Linked DNA regions of Zea mays: region 2 is linked to region 1. A link is a contact called in public Hi-C data. All regions are on one chromosome and are shown on one strand. The core of a region is the stretch at or near the end of the contact, and the rest is flanking DNA. Distances in the headings are between cores, read along the strand shown.

Region 1 (7,221 bases), core at 1,907-4,406:
AGACGGAGACGGGGATCTGCAGCACGCCGGCGGCCATCGCGATCACCGCCACCGCCACCGCGTACCTTCAGTTTGTACATCATCACATATGCGCGCGCGTACAGCAGCAGCGACGAGACGTACGAGGAACAAATCAAATCAAATCAAATGAAACGACTACCGCCGTACGTATCACAGCACGGCCGGCGGCGCCCCTTGCTCGATGGATCGGATCACGTACGAGTAGCTCTGGAGCTTGTAGAAGTCATCGCTGCCGTAGTCGCGCTTGGTGTGGTTGTGGACCGTGAGCGGCACGCTGACGGCCAGGGCCGCGATCATGAGCAGCCGCGCACCGATGCCGGCGGCGATCCACGCCTTCCGCGACAGCGCCATTATCACGCCCTGCTCCTCTACCTCTCGTCGTCCTTAGCTAGCTAGGGACGGCGGCGACGACGCACGTACGGACGTCACGCCCGGCCCCCATGTATAGTAGAGTCTTGCTAGTGCTTGCGCGCGTGCGTGCGTATTTGTAGTGCAAATGTGCAATGCAAGGAAGAGAACAGCTGCCGACGTGTGTAAATGTAAGTTCGTGGGAAGCAGGCAATCACAACAGCTAGCTACTAGCTGCTCAGCTAGCCGGCCGGGGGATATATATATATTATGTGCTTGTTTTTGCTCCCAACGTCGTGTCGATGGCGACACCGCCTATGTGCACTGCAGTATATCCGCTACAACTGTCAAGGCCGGAAATTACACATGTATGCTTCCTTCCTTAGTTCCAACGCCGTCCGGCGCTAGCTGCAAAAGCTATATGGCCTACGGGCACGGCATCCATCCTTCGAGGAAACATACGCTATTATATCGTTTCGGATGGTTACGCGCTTTCATAACAGCGTAGCCACATGGTGCGTGTGTGGTCGCTTATATGTGAGTGGTATTACTTGGACTGATGATTTTTGAACCAAGTCATAACTCATAGACGTACGCACAAAGATGATGTAGACGATGGAGCAGCATATATATGCAAAATCAAAGTAAATGCAGCGACGTGCGGTCATCATACTTGGCACGTTGTGTCATTTAGGTCACCACGCTACAAAAAGAGACCAGAAAAAGTGGACAAATCGGAATTAGGCGTAAAAAGCGAAAACATCACCGTGTAGAGTAGAGTATAGAAATAAAAGCAGTATTACGATCAATTGAAACATCTCATTTAGATATATGAAAAATATATTATAATATGCATATGGCTACCAAAAAGAAATCGCGACTATACACAAAAAATAAGGAAGCCAGTAAATCTAAGGGTATCAATTTAAAAAAATCGTATAATTAATGAGCTCATAGCTAGTCTATTCTAGGGTACTGTCTATAGTCTGGTACACATCCCAAGTCACACGATTTTTGCGTAAAATATATTGCACATGTGTGATGCGGATTTGAACAACCTAAGATCTAGGGCTTTGCGTGTTCCCTCTTATCACTCTGTTGTAGAGCTATCTATAACTAGAAATAAGATGCTTTTCTTTTTCATTTTAACTCTAAAGAGTCGTTACTATGGATTGGTGGCTCTTCTAAATTTAGTATCGATTGGTGTTACCAACCAATTGATTACTGTAATCAGTACTAATAAGTGATGTTAATTAGTATTGATTAGAGCCACTAACCGAGACTGATACTGCTTTAGAACGTCTGCATGCAGTTAGAACCAACAGTGATATATACATCAGTACTGAGGTCTGAAGCTCTTTGTCTAATACTTGTAGAAGAGCATACAAACCAAAAACGTAACCAAGAGTAGAAGTACGTCTTGGTATTCCATTCAAAACATTTTCTATTTGAACGCGTCACAACAGAACGTTAGAATTACAAATGTATCAGCAACCGGGGTACTAGATCATGGAAGGAAACATTATTATGAAATTTAGTCTCATGTAGCAACAACTAAAATTCGGTGCTACTAGTAAACTAGCTAGGAAGGCATGGCATCTCAGGTCTTCGATTAAAAAATCGAGAGGATTTCAGAAATAACTTAATCACACAAATGGACATATATATATATATATATCGTGCAACATTGTTAACAAGATTCTGAGGCAAGGCAAGAGGGGGAGCCTCTTGTCCCCAGCTGATTACCAATTTACCACACATAGGAGGGTCATGCATTCTGAACTAACGCACAGGTTGAGTTTGCTTAATCTCTCTCGCGCGCGCCCGGATCCACTGGTCAGACGTCGTCGGCGATGTCGTCGTTGCTTGCTGCCCTGACCCGGAGCCTGGTGGAGACGACAGTGGCGCACACGGACAGGACCATGCCGATGAGGAGGAAGACGATGGCGATGAGCCCCTTGTGGTAGTACTTGACGAGATCTTGCGTGGCCTCTTCCGCCCACCGCGAGCCATGCTCGACGTACTCCAAGACGTCGTCGGTGGCGCCGAAGCCCGCGCCCACGCCGCTGGCCAGCACCACGGTGACCACCTGCACCATCACGATCGAATTGAAACCTATGGCACATGAGTGGAGGAGTATATATCTACGGTACGGGATCGCGGTCCGGTCGAGCGCACGTACAATGTCGGCGTACATACTGACGTCGAGGATGAGCGAGCTGGGCGCCTGGGCGTCATCATCCGCTTGCCCCTGCAGAGGAGGTAGACGACCACCGCGTACCTTTTTTTTTTTTTGTCCCCGATGGCGCACGCATGCAGCATATATACAGATACAGTTATACACACAAGCAAGAACCGTTTCAGCAAGGCCTGGAGTTTACTAATAGTCGTTAAGCTGTATCCACGCGGCGCCGGCGGAGACGACGACGACGACGACGTACGTACGTGTAGCTCTGGAGATCGTTGTTGTAGCCGGCGGCCTTGAAGTCGTAGTAGGTTCTGTTCGAGAACCTCGACTGCACGGTCAAGGCCAGGACGGCGATCAGCAGCAGCCGCGCGACCAGACCGCCGGCGATCCACGCCGTCCTCGACAGAGCCATCTGCTCCACCTCTCTATCTCTCCCGGCCGCTCTCTAGCTGGCTGGTTATTACGGACGCCGCGGCACACGGACATAATTGGTGTGCCGCGCGTAGAATTTGTAGTTTTGAGCGAGGGGGTCATGAATGGACAGAGACAACGTTGGGGGCCTTGCTGCGCTGGGGCATAGTTCCTATCGATCAGGCCGCCAATCCGCTCCATCTGTCACCCGGATGTTAGTTGCTTGCTTGCCGCGCTCGACCGGAGGTGCTTCCAATTCCAACTCCAAGACAGCGGACACGGCACGGCAAGGAAGGTGCAAAGAAAAATTCGGACCATTTCCAGTAAATCGATTCGCTATAGTTTCATCTTCAACAAAATTTCAATATATCATAATATAACTTCAGATAAAATACGAAGTTCTTGGGAGGTTAGTAGAGAGGATGAGACATGAGAGAAGTCGCTGCTAGCCACCGGGGGCGCGGAGCCGGCTGTGGAACGTCCGCAAAGGCACAAAGGATGGGCTGTGCCTGTGCGGTGTGGATGGCGCCGACTACACCGACGCGGAAGGAGAAGGGCAACACAAGGCGTACACGGGTCACGACTCACGACATGGAGGGAGAGTGAGCAGCTTAGTTCAGCGGCACACGACGCGGAGAAAGAGGGCGCACATGGCACGACAAACGAACGACAGCACACGTCGATGCTAGCCATCGGGCTTCAGGGAGTAGGGCAAGCGCCACGGTCTAGACTTAGGCTCGGTCCAAAGTAGCTAAAAGTCTTAAATGCATGAAACATTTAAATGTCGTAAAATTTTGTTTTAGGTCAAATTGCTTGAACAGTGTTTTAATAACATTGCTTTATCGTCGGTCTACAACCATCTTACCCCCACATCAAATTTTCTTTTACAAACTTTTAGACAACATAAACATGTAGTTTTATTAAAATAAATACACATGATTACATAATTAAGCAAATATAATCTACAAAATTCATAAAGCATAAATAAAAAATAACGTGAACCATAAATAAAGATTACATAATTCATAAAACATAAATAGAAACTACATAATTCCTGATGCTAAAAAATTACATAGGCTGGATTCTAGGCAATCACTTGGTGCAAACCGTACAAAAAGTTGACTACCTGAGGCGCAAAAACGATAAAGAATGTGCATCATCAAATGCAAAAAAAAACGTGGTCGGCAGGATTCGAACCTGCGCGGGCAAAGCCCACATGATTTCTAGTCATGCCCGATAACCACTCCGGCACGACCACTGTTACGTTAAAACCTGTTAAGGCAACCTTTGTTGTAAACAAAACGCGGCCCGCACATGTATATACGCGATGAATGCAAAAGAGCCAGTGAGAAACAACGCAATATGGGGGCCCATACTTGGCAGGTGAATATGTGACCACGACATGCATGGCATTGAAAGATTACACTAGAGCAAACAGGGTTACATATGATAAGCCTCGAGACCCACTGAATTAAGTCATGTCACACGTTTTGCTGAAGGCAGTAGTAACGTAGATTTGCAGTGTCCTGAAGTAAACTAATGTAAAAGTCCACCTTTGTAATTAGTTCGACCTGGCGCTCTCGCAGTGACAGTACTTTACTAGTGTCTTCTCTTGCCTTCTTGTACGCACTAAGCTTTTTAATTTCAATCTTCCAGCAAAAGTTTTATGTCTGACCTAATTTTTTTCTCAAGAACTGAAAACCATCAGAATAACTCGTAACTGTATCTGGCAATATTTTATGGAAACTAAAAATCCTTCTTGTTACTTTGTTTGAAATACCGTTATTTGTTACGGTTGTTTTCTGGTAAAAGACATAAATTAAAATAATTCAATAGCAACGTCGTCATAGTAAGCAGCCTAAGCAATGCTACACTTCATACAAGACAGAAATTAACTCTGACCTCTCTCAGGGCTTAAAGTTGAATTTGTATGGCCCACAGCTTGATTTCAGATCGCCTGTCTTTCTTGAGACATCGTTTGTTTTATTGAGTTCAGCAACGTCATAGTCAGCAGCCCAAAATCAAGAACTGTATGATCTTCTGAAGATTGAGACGCTCTTTATTAACGATGACACTCTTTATCTACAATGGAAAAGGGCAGCAAGATATCCTTAATGCAATTATATACCTCATGGAAACGACATACCATAGTGTAAGAGGAGATGGCGTTCCGGATTACATTGAAGAACAGGAAGTGAATAAGAACGGATTGGCGACTCACGTGTTCTTGCAGTTCCGAGGAACTGTATAATCTGCAGAGGTTCAGAGGAGTAAAAGGAATGGTGGTGCGTTGACACAAGAAAATCGTTTATGGATAAAATACAACATGTGGAAAATATAACCAGCATGACGAGATGGCCGAGTTGGTCTAAGGCGCCAGATTAAGGTTCTGGTCCGAAAGGGCGTGGGTTCAAATCCCACTCTCGTCAATTATTTTGTTTTTTGAGATACTAATTTTATCCTTAGACATATTGTTTTGTCATTTATGTTGTTTTGCTGTTTTTGGTGTTTAAGAACAGATATGCTACACTTGATCTGGTTTTGGTTTTTGAGAACTGATACTCCTATCTATATACTTTACACTGTCATGTGTGGTTCTGTTCTGTCATCTTGAGCTGTTCTGTCATCTTGAGCTGTTCTGTCATCTTGAGCTGATTACACTGTCATCTTGAGCTGATTACACTGTCATCTTGAACTGGTTACAATGATGAACTGTTCTGTCATCTTGAGCTGAACTGAATATCTAGTAGCTGGCTACACTGTCATGTAGGATCAATTTTGATGAGATGAGGCTAATATTAATAACTATTTCAGATTTACACTTGATCTGTTTAGCTGAACTGTATATTCTATTTGCTTGAGCTGTTCTGTTCTCTCATGTGTGGTTCTGTTCTGTCAGGTGTGGTTCTGTTCTGTCATCTTGAGCTGGTTACACTGTCATGTGTGGTTCTGTTCTGTTATCTTGAGCTGTTCTGTCTTCTTGAGTTGTTCTGTCATCTTGAGCTGTCATCTTGATGTTCTGATTACACTTGTTCTGTTCTGTCATCTTGAGTTGTTCTGTCTTCTTGAGCTGTTCTGTCTTCTTGAGTTGTTCTGTCATTTTGAGCTGTCATCTTGATGTTCTGATTACAATAACTGCTGTTTGAGAACTGATATGCTACACTTGATCTGGTTTTGGTGTTTGACAAATGAGAACATATACTCCTCTATCATTTTTGCAAACTGGTTATGTAAAGGATAAGTAATTGTAATTTACAAGTGTTTTAGACTTTGTCTTTTATGCTGTTTAAGAATATATATGGTACACTTGATCTGATGTATCTGTCCTTTATGCCAATGATGATAGCAAAAATGGATATTAAGCCTAATCAGGTAGCCAGTTACTAATATTTGTTGCTTGAGAACAGATATCCTTTATGTTATTTTTGCTGTCCTATATGGTACTTAAGAACAGATATGCTATACTTGATCTGATGTGTCCTATTTGCTGTTTACAAGTCCACATTTGTTGTCCTTTTTGAAGTTCTGATGTTTCTATATAGTAGCTGGCTACACTGTCATGTGGAAAAATTTCGCTGAGCTGAGGCTAATAATAATACTGTTTTCAAGTATGAACTGATGTTTGCTGCTTTTACAAGTCATGACATGGTTTTATTTGAAGTCATGTTTGTTGTCCCATGAACTGAGTTGTAAATTCTGTTAGTAGAAGCAGAAGTAGAAGTAGAAATAGCAGAAGTAGAAGTAGAAATAACAGAAGTAGAAGTAGAACTGCTGCTATTGCTACTGTCCTATGAACTGAGTTGTAAATTCTGTTAGTATGTAACATAGCTAGTGTTTACAACTCAGTTCATCAGTTTATACATGAGTTTTCAGCAACTCAGTTCATCAGATGAAATATGAGTTGTATACGTGTATAAGCTGAAAACTGATGAACTGAGTCGTATGAACATCAGATGAATTGAGTTGTGAACTGAGTTGTAAATTCTGTTAGTATGTAAAAGTAAGAAACATCAGATGAACCGAGTTGTGAACTGGTTTTATTTGAATTTCTGTAAATTTTGTTCATTCTTCTATGAATTAAGTTGTTTTAATCTAAAATTTAAAAACAGCAAACAAAAGTTGGTACTGCGATCAGCCTATACAGGCTATGGTCATCCTGGTTAACCAAACAGAAGCTGTGTTCATGCAACTTATAAAAACAGCAAACCAAACAAGGGCTATGGTCATCCTGGTTAATTGCGATCAAAACAACC
Region 2 (7,221 bases), core at 1,213-3,712, 180 kb before region 1:
ATCGGTATAAATAACAGTTTTGCAACACAAAAACAAAATGGTGTTTATAGTTGATAGACATGTAGGACACTTCGATAAACATTCACTGTAATGTCACTTTGATGAACGAGTAAAACAAAGCAGTAGAAAACTCAGGAGTAAAAAACAATCACATAACTTCATTACAAAAGGGGTTCATAAAATGGACAAAATACAAAGTGAAACCTGTATAAAAAAGTCAAGTGATACTATGAACAATTCAACATAGTACGGTACAAACACACAACAGTGCAACAATGCATTTATTTTTTTTTAAATGACCTAATTAGTTGAACTAATTAATCAGCCAATACAGTGTGTTTTTCTTCTAGAAGCCAAAAGAACTAGTTTAAAGCATAACATAACTTCCCGTCAAACACAAATGCCATTTTAGTTATAACATAGCAAATATATATATTGTTTCCTACACCGGTTGAGGTGGTTTGGGCATGTCCACCGGAGATCCCAGAGGCACCGGTGCATAGAGGCATCATAAGACGGGACAATAATGTGAAGAGAGGTAGAGGTCGACCAAACTTGACATGGGAGAAGGCAATCAAAAGGGACTTGAAGGAATGGAATATCCCAATGGAGTTGTGTTTGGATAGAAGTGCTTGGAAAGAAGCTATCCACGTGCCCGAACCGTGATTAGACCTTTTTCCTTTTAGTGCTCTCAAAAGCTTTTCCCCTCTCCTTTCTCTCTCTCTCTCTCCTTTTGGTGACATCTTGTTGGGTTTCAACTCTAGCCTACCTCAACTTGCTTGGGACTAAAAGGCTATGTTGATGTTGATGTTGATGATGTTTCCTACTCATCCTTTTCCCATAAGAAAATGTATTAAATGCTGACTGATAGTAGTGCCCCAATTAGAGAGACATGTATCAATTAGAAGGTGCAAATACATGTCATATACTAAAGCATTAACACCTCCCTTGTTTTATGGGCATAACAAGTATATGCATTTTCCCGCCACAGTGCTAGCAATTATATAAATCATACGTCTCATCTATGCACCATCCATTCACACTACAAAGACCATGCAAACTACAATATGTTTCTTTAGTGTTTCCTCGGAAACAGCTTCATTAGTAGGGAAGACACAAATTCCTGAACAACTCCCATAGTTGCTCCATATCAACCATGATGTCCATCCAAGAAACCATCTCCCAGTACAACAAAATCTACATTTCCAGCATCAAGAGCCCACATCTAGAAACAGGGGCGAAGCTAGAGGCCGGAGAATCCTAGTGCACACTTGACATTTCAATATACACATGTATTAAAAATCTTCTCTAAATAAAAATTAGGGTGTGCACAAGTGGTAGAATTTAGTTTTTTAATCACTAGAAACTGTTTTTCCCTGGTGCACGTGCACTCGGCTTGGGCCCTATGTGGCTTCGCCCCTGTCTAGAAACAGCCTCTAAACTGCAGTCACGGTAGATTAAACACATATATACAAATGAAAACTGTTCCTATAAATAAACAGCCTTTGATGATTAATGCATTCGAAGCACAAAAACAAATCAAAAGCATCATTTTTTCAGTTTTTACAAGTGTTATTCGGTAACCCCAATTATACTGTGAAGTTTAGAACCTACCAATCCTAATGTGGTGTTACAATTGCATTGTATCTATAGCACAGCAGCCACAGCTAGCTGACATCAATAGGCTCAAAATTCGCAATAACAGTGGAGTTTACCTGAGTGGGAGGAAGCTATAGTCCAGATGTTTGGAGCGCCTGCTGCCTTGTCATGCTGCATCCATCCCGGCTTCAATGTCGGTGTGTCCTGATCCATGGCTCTGCAGGCACCACTCAACGTCCACCCACCAGCCACGCTTGAGAGGCCGGGCCAGGGGTGGACCTCCCGTAGGGCATGAGGGGACAGGGAAGAAAAACTGCACCAGCCCGTACCTGGGTGGATGCTTGTGCGCGCTTGAAAGGAAGAACCTAAACCGCGGATGGAAAGCCTAGACTAGATGAGATTACTCGATTGCATTAGCAGGGCACCACCAAGAGCCAAACGAATCCGTGCAGTATAAGGGAGAGGACGATGAGGGGCGACTCCTCCTGGTGATTGGGAGGAGGATGAAGGCCCGGCCTGCCTGCCGTCGGTTGCAGGCCGGCGGCAAGGCCGCAATGGGGACGACGAGCAGCGGCGGGAAGAACCCTTCAGCTAGATTAAACCTCCTGACCTTCCGGGCGAGGTCTTAGGGCGCAACCCACCACACGACGAGCGCCTCGGATTAAACTCTAGAAATCAATCAAAGGAGAAAAGTATTGGTGCGGAGATGAAGAACTCTGTCCCTGCGGATGAAGAACCCGGCGGCGGCGGCGGCGGCGGCGGCGGCGGCGAGATTAGTCGTCGTATTGAATTGGCAGTTTCTTTAGGCGAGTCGCTTGGCTCGGCGGCTGCGGTGCTGGGGCGAGAGGGGCCTACGGGAGCGCAAGAAAAAAATGCAAAACGGTTACGGATATATCGTGGGTGGGTTTTATACCAACAACTCGGAATAATCACAGTTAGTTGTTGTAGACAAAAGTTCACGGCATATTCTTGGAAACTATAATTTTATAATACTATCTCTACTAACTATTAATGGCCAAATGTAGACTGCCTCCGCCATCCCCTGTCTCCCTACACGCTCGGCCGCGCACCCTAGCCACGTCGCGATTCCGCCGGCGTCGCGCTGCATCCGCGGATTCCGCGCGCGCTCGGCCGCTCCAACCACGCCACGATTCCCGGCGTGCGCGACGTGCCTCCCGCGGATCCCGCCGCGCGCGCTCGGCCGCTCCAACCACGCGGCGCGCTCGGCCGCTCACCCACACCCCGGCGCGCGCTCGGCCGCCCACCACCACCTGCCGCGGATCCCGCGCTCGCGGATCCCGCGGAATCCCGCGCGCGCACGCCCTGCCTCCGGGTATCCCGCCGCCATGACGCGCACTACGCGCACGCTCGCCATCCCCTGTCTCAAGACCTCTCCGCGAACTGCCACCGCAAACGCCCGAGCTATCCGCCAACAACTGCCCGCATCAATCCGCCGTCATCAATTAGTTCATCCCTGCTCAAATCCCTGCCCTCTTCATTCCCCCACCCTGCCCCCTTCATTCCCTCGCCACACCCCCTTCATTCGCACGCCAGTGTGCCGCTGGAGAGGAAGAACGACGGAAAGGATCTTGCCCCCGCCATCCGGAGAGGAACGATATCAACCGCGCAGGCCTCGACCAAGGTATGCAATTATACTATGCATTATTTTGCTTGATTCTGATAACTTAGTTCTCATGTGAATTGCTCAAGCACACTTAGTATAGTATTGAGCTGAAGCTAATAAATTTCGAGTATAGGTCATAGGTGGATTTGACCCTAAAGCTGAAGCTAGGTTTCGTATAGGTGAAAGCCTTAATCGGTCAGAAGGTAGCAGCCCCAAATGTAGGCCTTGTTCGGTTATTAGTATGTCCCATGGATTGGATAAAGGATTGGAAAATAGTTAGTACATATGTTGACTTGCTCTGAATTTAAAACAGACCTACATTTCGGTTATTAGTATGTCCACATGGATGGGAGTAAAACAGACCTGTAGTGGGTACCCAAGGGATCACTTCTTGCTGGACGGATTTGTTCTTTTTTGCAATACAATCTGTGGCAAAAGATTATGATGCAGCAGCAACCACTGCTGAAGCTTGGCAGTAGGGATGAGACTAGGAATCCATTTAAATAAAGGTGTTTTGTGCTAGAAATATTTAAAGGAACCTAAAATTTTATCGTTTTAATAACCATTCAATATTTCTATATCCATGCTGAGCACAAGATATATTACTGCCATATGGTTGGACCAACTTAAAACCTTCTATGGCAGTGTGGCTAAAATTTTCTTGCCTCAAAACACCTCGATTGTCATCTTCCTTTTGAATGACACATATTTGGTCGGTCCAAAATAGAATGCCCCAAAGTGAAAAAAAACTTACCTGCAGACTTAACTTCTCTGACCAACTCTGCAATAGAACAGGGTTTTTGTGCATCTCAGGCTCATCTACTAGAGCCTTCTCTAATTCATCTATTTGCTCATTATTCATAAGGGTACGCTTCCTTCTCTTAGGTTGCCTTTCGTCATACATACTACTCTCTCCTATCCCATCCTCCTGGAGACCATTTTCGCTTTAGAAAGTTCTGGTGTTTTGAACTTATCCATGCCGGTGGATGCTGGGTCAAAATTCATTCTGTTGTGCTGCTGTCCAGTGCTAACACCGCAAGCGACAGCTGAAGGGCCACCACTTGCTGAGACCATGATGACAAAAGGTGTACTTTTAGCACTAAAAACAGGCAATAGTGTTACTTCAGAATTCAGAACACATATAAGTCCTCATGGGTGCTCTTAATAACATGAAAACCAGAAACAACTCATTACTATAGAAAATACCTGGGAGTTTTGAAAAATGTTTATTATATAGCAATTAAAGTCAGTACCATGTATTACTCCAGAACACAAAAAAGCTGAGACCATGATTTACAGGTATAAAGAAGCATATATCAAACTTCCATTTATTAGACTCTGGCGTTTGCGTTAATCGCCATAATAACAGGGATTCTGCAGCTACCTGTCTACTAGCCGAAACTCCTTTGTCAGTTCTTCCACACCTCGAGTAGCATGATTCTTTCCTATTGCCAACCATCAGTTTTGCTCTTTCCAGTGCTTTAAATATCTCAGACTAACAAAACAAGACGATAGAGCTTCTTGAGAAAAATTACTTTGGCAATAGTGAAGCAAACAGCTCAACAGGGTAATCACCTCAACTGTTGGTTTAATGTTACCTTCAGAAGAAAAACCATAGAATCTGCACAAGGACAAGCGGAATCATGTGAAGGGGGATAAAAGACAGATCACAAGTACAAGTTGCATAAGAACCAGCATGAACAGATCACATTAGCAGATTCTATAGAAGGTCAAACATTTTAAGGAAAAATAAAACATGTTATATAATTTAAGAAGCACGGTTTTTTACGATATGTATATTTTTTATTTGTTTGGGATCAAATGTAAGCAGTTTAGTAAATACATTGAATAACAACAATTGTTTTTGGTACTGACATGAGTACATGACTTGATCAACAAAGACATTCAGTTTAAGGGGGAAAACTCTTGACATGCAGCACTATAGTAGTTTGTTTCCACTGGATCAAAGAGTATTAGGGTTCCAATGAAAATATTCGCCAGAAACTGCTGGGCCTGTTTGGATCACCTGTCAGTTATAGTAATAATCTCTAGGTCATTTTAAAATACAAAACTCTAAGTGATCCAAACACCCTAGATTATGGTTGAATTATAACCAACATATTACTGGAATCCTAAAATCCATCTCAAACCTGCTAATACAAGATTATAGGTGGTTGGTGCTCAAAAGACCAAATCCTATAATCTAGCACCTATAATCCAAGGATCCAAACAACCCAGATTATTTTAACCAATAACCAATAATCCAGATTATTATAATCCCATTCACAAAACGGGTTTTGAAAATCCAAAGGTGATCCACACAGCCACTAAAAAACGACTGTCAATTCAAACATTATAAATAGAAGAATTCACTATTCAGAGGATAACACACCTCTGACCGAAATACATGACTTTGAGATCATTATTCAGTTTTACAGGAACTGATTGGTGTCAATGAACGAGGGGAGAGATTTCTGTCCTGTGTACTCCTTTATGGGAACATTATGTTATAAGGACTGATTAAGGTAATTTAGTTAACTTGCACTACTATGTCAGCAGGACAAATTGCACTGGTCCTCGCATTGTATGTAACATCAACATAACCTATCTTGTTCTGGGAATCTGGGTAACTACTATAATTACATGGTTTATGTACTGGATGACACATCATACTGATTCACTACTTAGCAGGAATATCTCCATGACCTGAAGCCTCTTCTTCATGTGGATGCGATTCCACATGTTGTTTTCCACTGCACTTTTCTTGCATATTGCCACAATGTCATTGCTGGTTGTCTGTTCCCTAGCTTTTGGCTGTGACCACAATCACCCTGCAAAATCTTGCAAACTTGTTTCCACTGCACTTGGATTGGATAAAGGATTGGATAAATGTTGACTTGCTCTGAATTTAATCAGAAGGGTTGGATCAATGCCGAAATATTAAGATCTTTGATGACAGACATTATAGCACAGCTGGCCTAAACATGATAGGTTCACGATAAAATACACATGAATAAGGCCATAGTCCATATTCACCTTCAAGAACGATAAGCATTATTTCGGCTTCCCTATTGTTGGATCAAGGCCATATTTCATAATCACCTTCAAAAGAACAATGAACTCTACATTTGACCCTTAGTAGAGATATGGTAAGCTGCCAAATTCATCACTTGTAGCACTGGTTTACACAGAAACCTTCTTATTCCCTCGTTACAACTACATATAACCAAGCAAAAATGGCTGACTGCTTGCTTGGTTTTCCCTTTTCCATACCCCACTAATGTGGGAGTCTCCTGCACTGGGACTGCCCTTTTCTGATTTGCACTCATCTGCTTCTGTATATATACTACCTTCTATCATTAGGCTGATTATTCTGCATTTGTTCATTGGCTATGTTGCATGCTACACCATAGTATTGGACTGTCGTTGCGGAGTTATTTTCAATGAATTTGTGCGATTTCTGGTACATTTCAGACTGTGCGGATTTGGTAAAGGGAGCCAAGGACAAGCATTTGAGGGTTAAGGGACCTTGATAGTCGCCTAGAGGGGGGGTGAATAGGGCGAAACTGAAATTTATAAATATAAACACAACTACAAGCCGGGGTTAGCGTTAGTAATAATAAACGAGTCCAAGAGAGAGGGCGCAAAACAAATCCCAAGCGAATAAGCAAGTGAGACACGGAGATTTGTTTTACCGAGGTTCGGTTCTTGCAAACCTACTCCCCGTTGAGGAGGCCACAAAGGCCGGGTCTCTTTCAACCCTTCCCTCTCTCAAACGGTCCCACGGACCGAGTGAGCTTCTCTTCTCTAATCAAAGCCGGGAACAAAACTTCCCCGCAAGGGCCACCACACAATTGGTGCCTCTTGCCTTGATTACAATGGAGTTGTGATCTCAAGAACAAGTGAGAAAGAAAAGAAGCAATCCAAGCGCAAGAGCTCAAATGAACACGGCAAATCACTCTCTCTAGTCACTAGGGTTTTGTGTGGAATTGGAGAGG

Evidence for each region. Hi-C and Micro-C count contacts between places; a contact is called where the count stands out from the background.
Region 2: a contact with region 1 is called in a Hi-C map of ear, with 5 times the contacts expected there. The contact joins the promoter of LOC100279778 here to the promoter of LOC103627316 in region 1. A contact is called at or near these places in 7 of 25 Hi-C or Micro-C datasets (ear, leaf, root tip and 1 more).

What each region holds. Positions count from the first base shown.
Region 1 is chr5:178,542,733-178,549,953 of Zm-B73-REFERENCE-NAM-5.0, reverse strand. LOC103627316 reads right to left here and starts at 3,156. Exons shown (of 2, transcript XM_008647623.4): 1 at 2,552-3,156; 2 at 2,016-2,458. The coding sequence starts at 2,566. The coding sequence ends at 2,207. TRNAS-AGA (transfer RNA serine (anticodon AGA)) reads right to left here and starts at 4,226; the gene lies at 4,145-4,226. It overlaps LOC109939574, which reads right to left and starts at 488. Exons shown (of 3, transcript XM_020537756.3): 1 at 221-488; 2 at 1-65. The coding sequence starts at 372. TRNAL-AAG (transfer RNA leucine (anticodon AAG)) reads left to right here and starts at 5,317; the gene lies at 5,317-5,397.
Region 2 is chr5:178,724,299-178,731,519 of Zm-B73-REFERENCE-NAM-5.0, reverse strand. LOC100279778 reads right to left here and starts at 2,462. Exons shown (of 5, transcript NM_001152736.2): 1 at 1,716-2,462. The coding sequence starts at 1,812.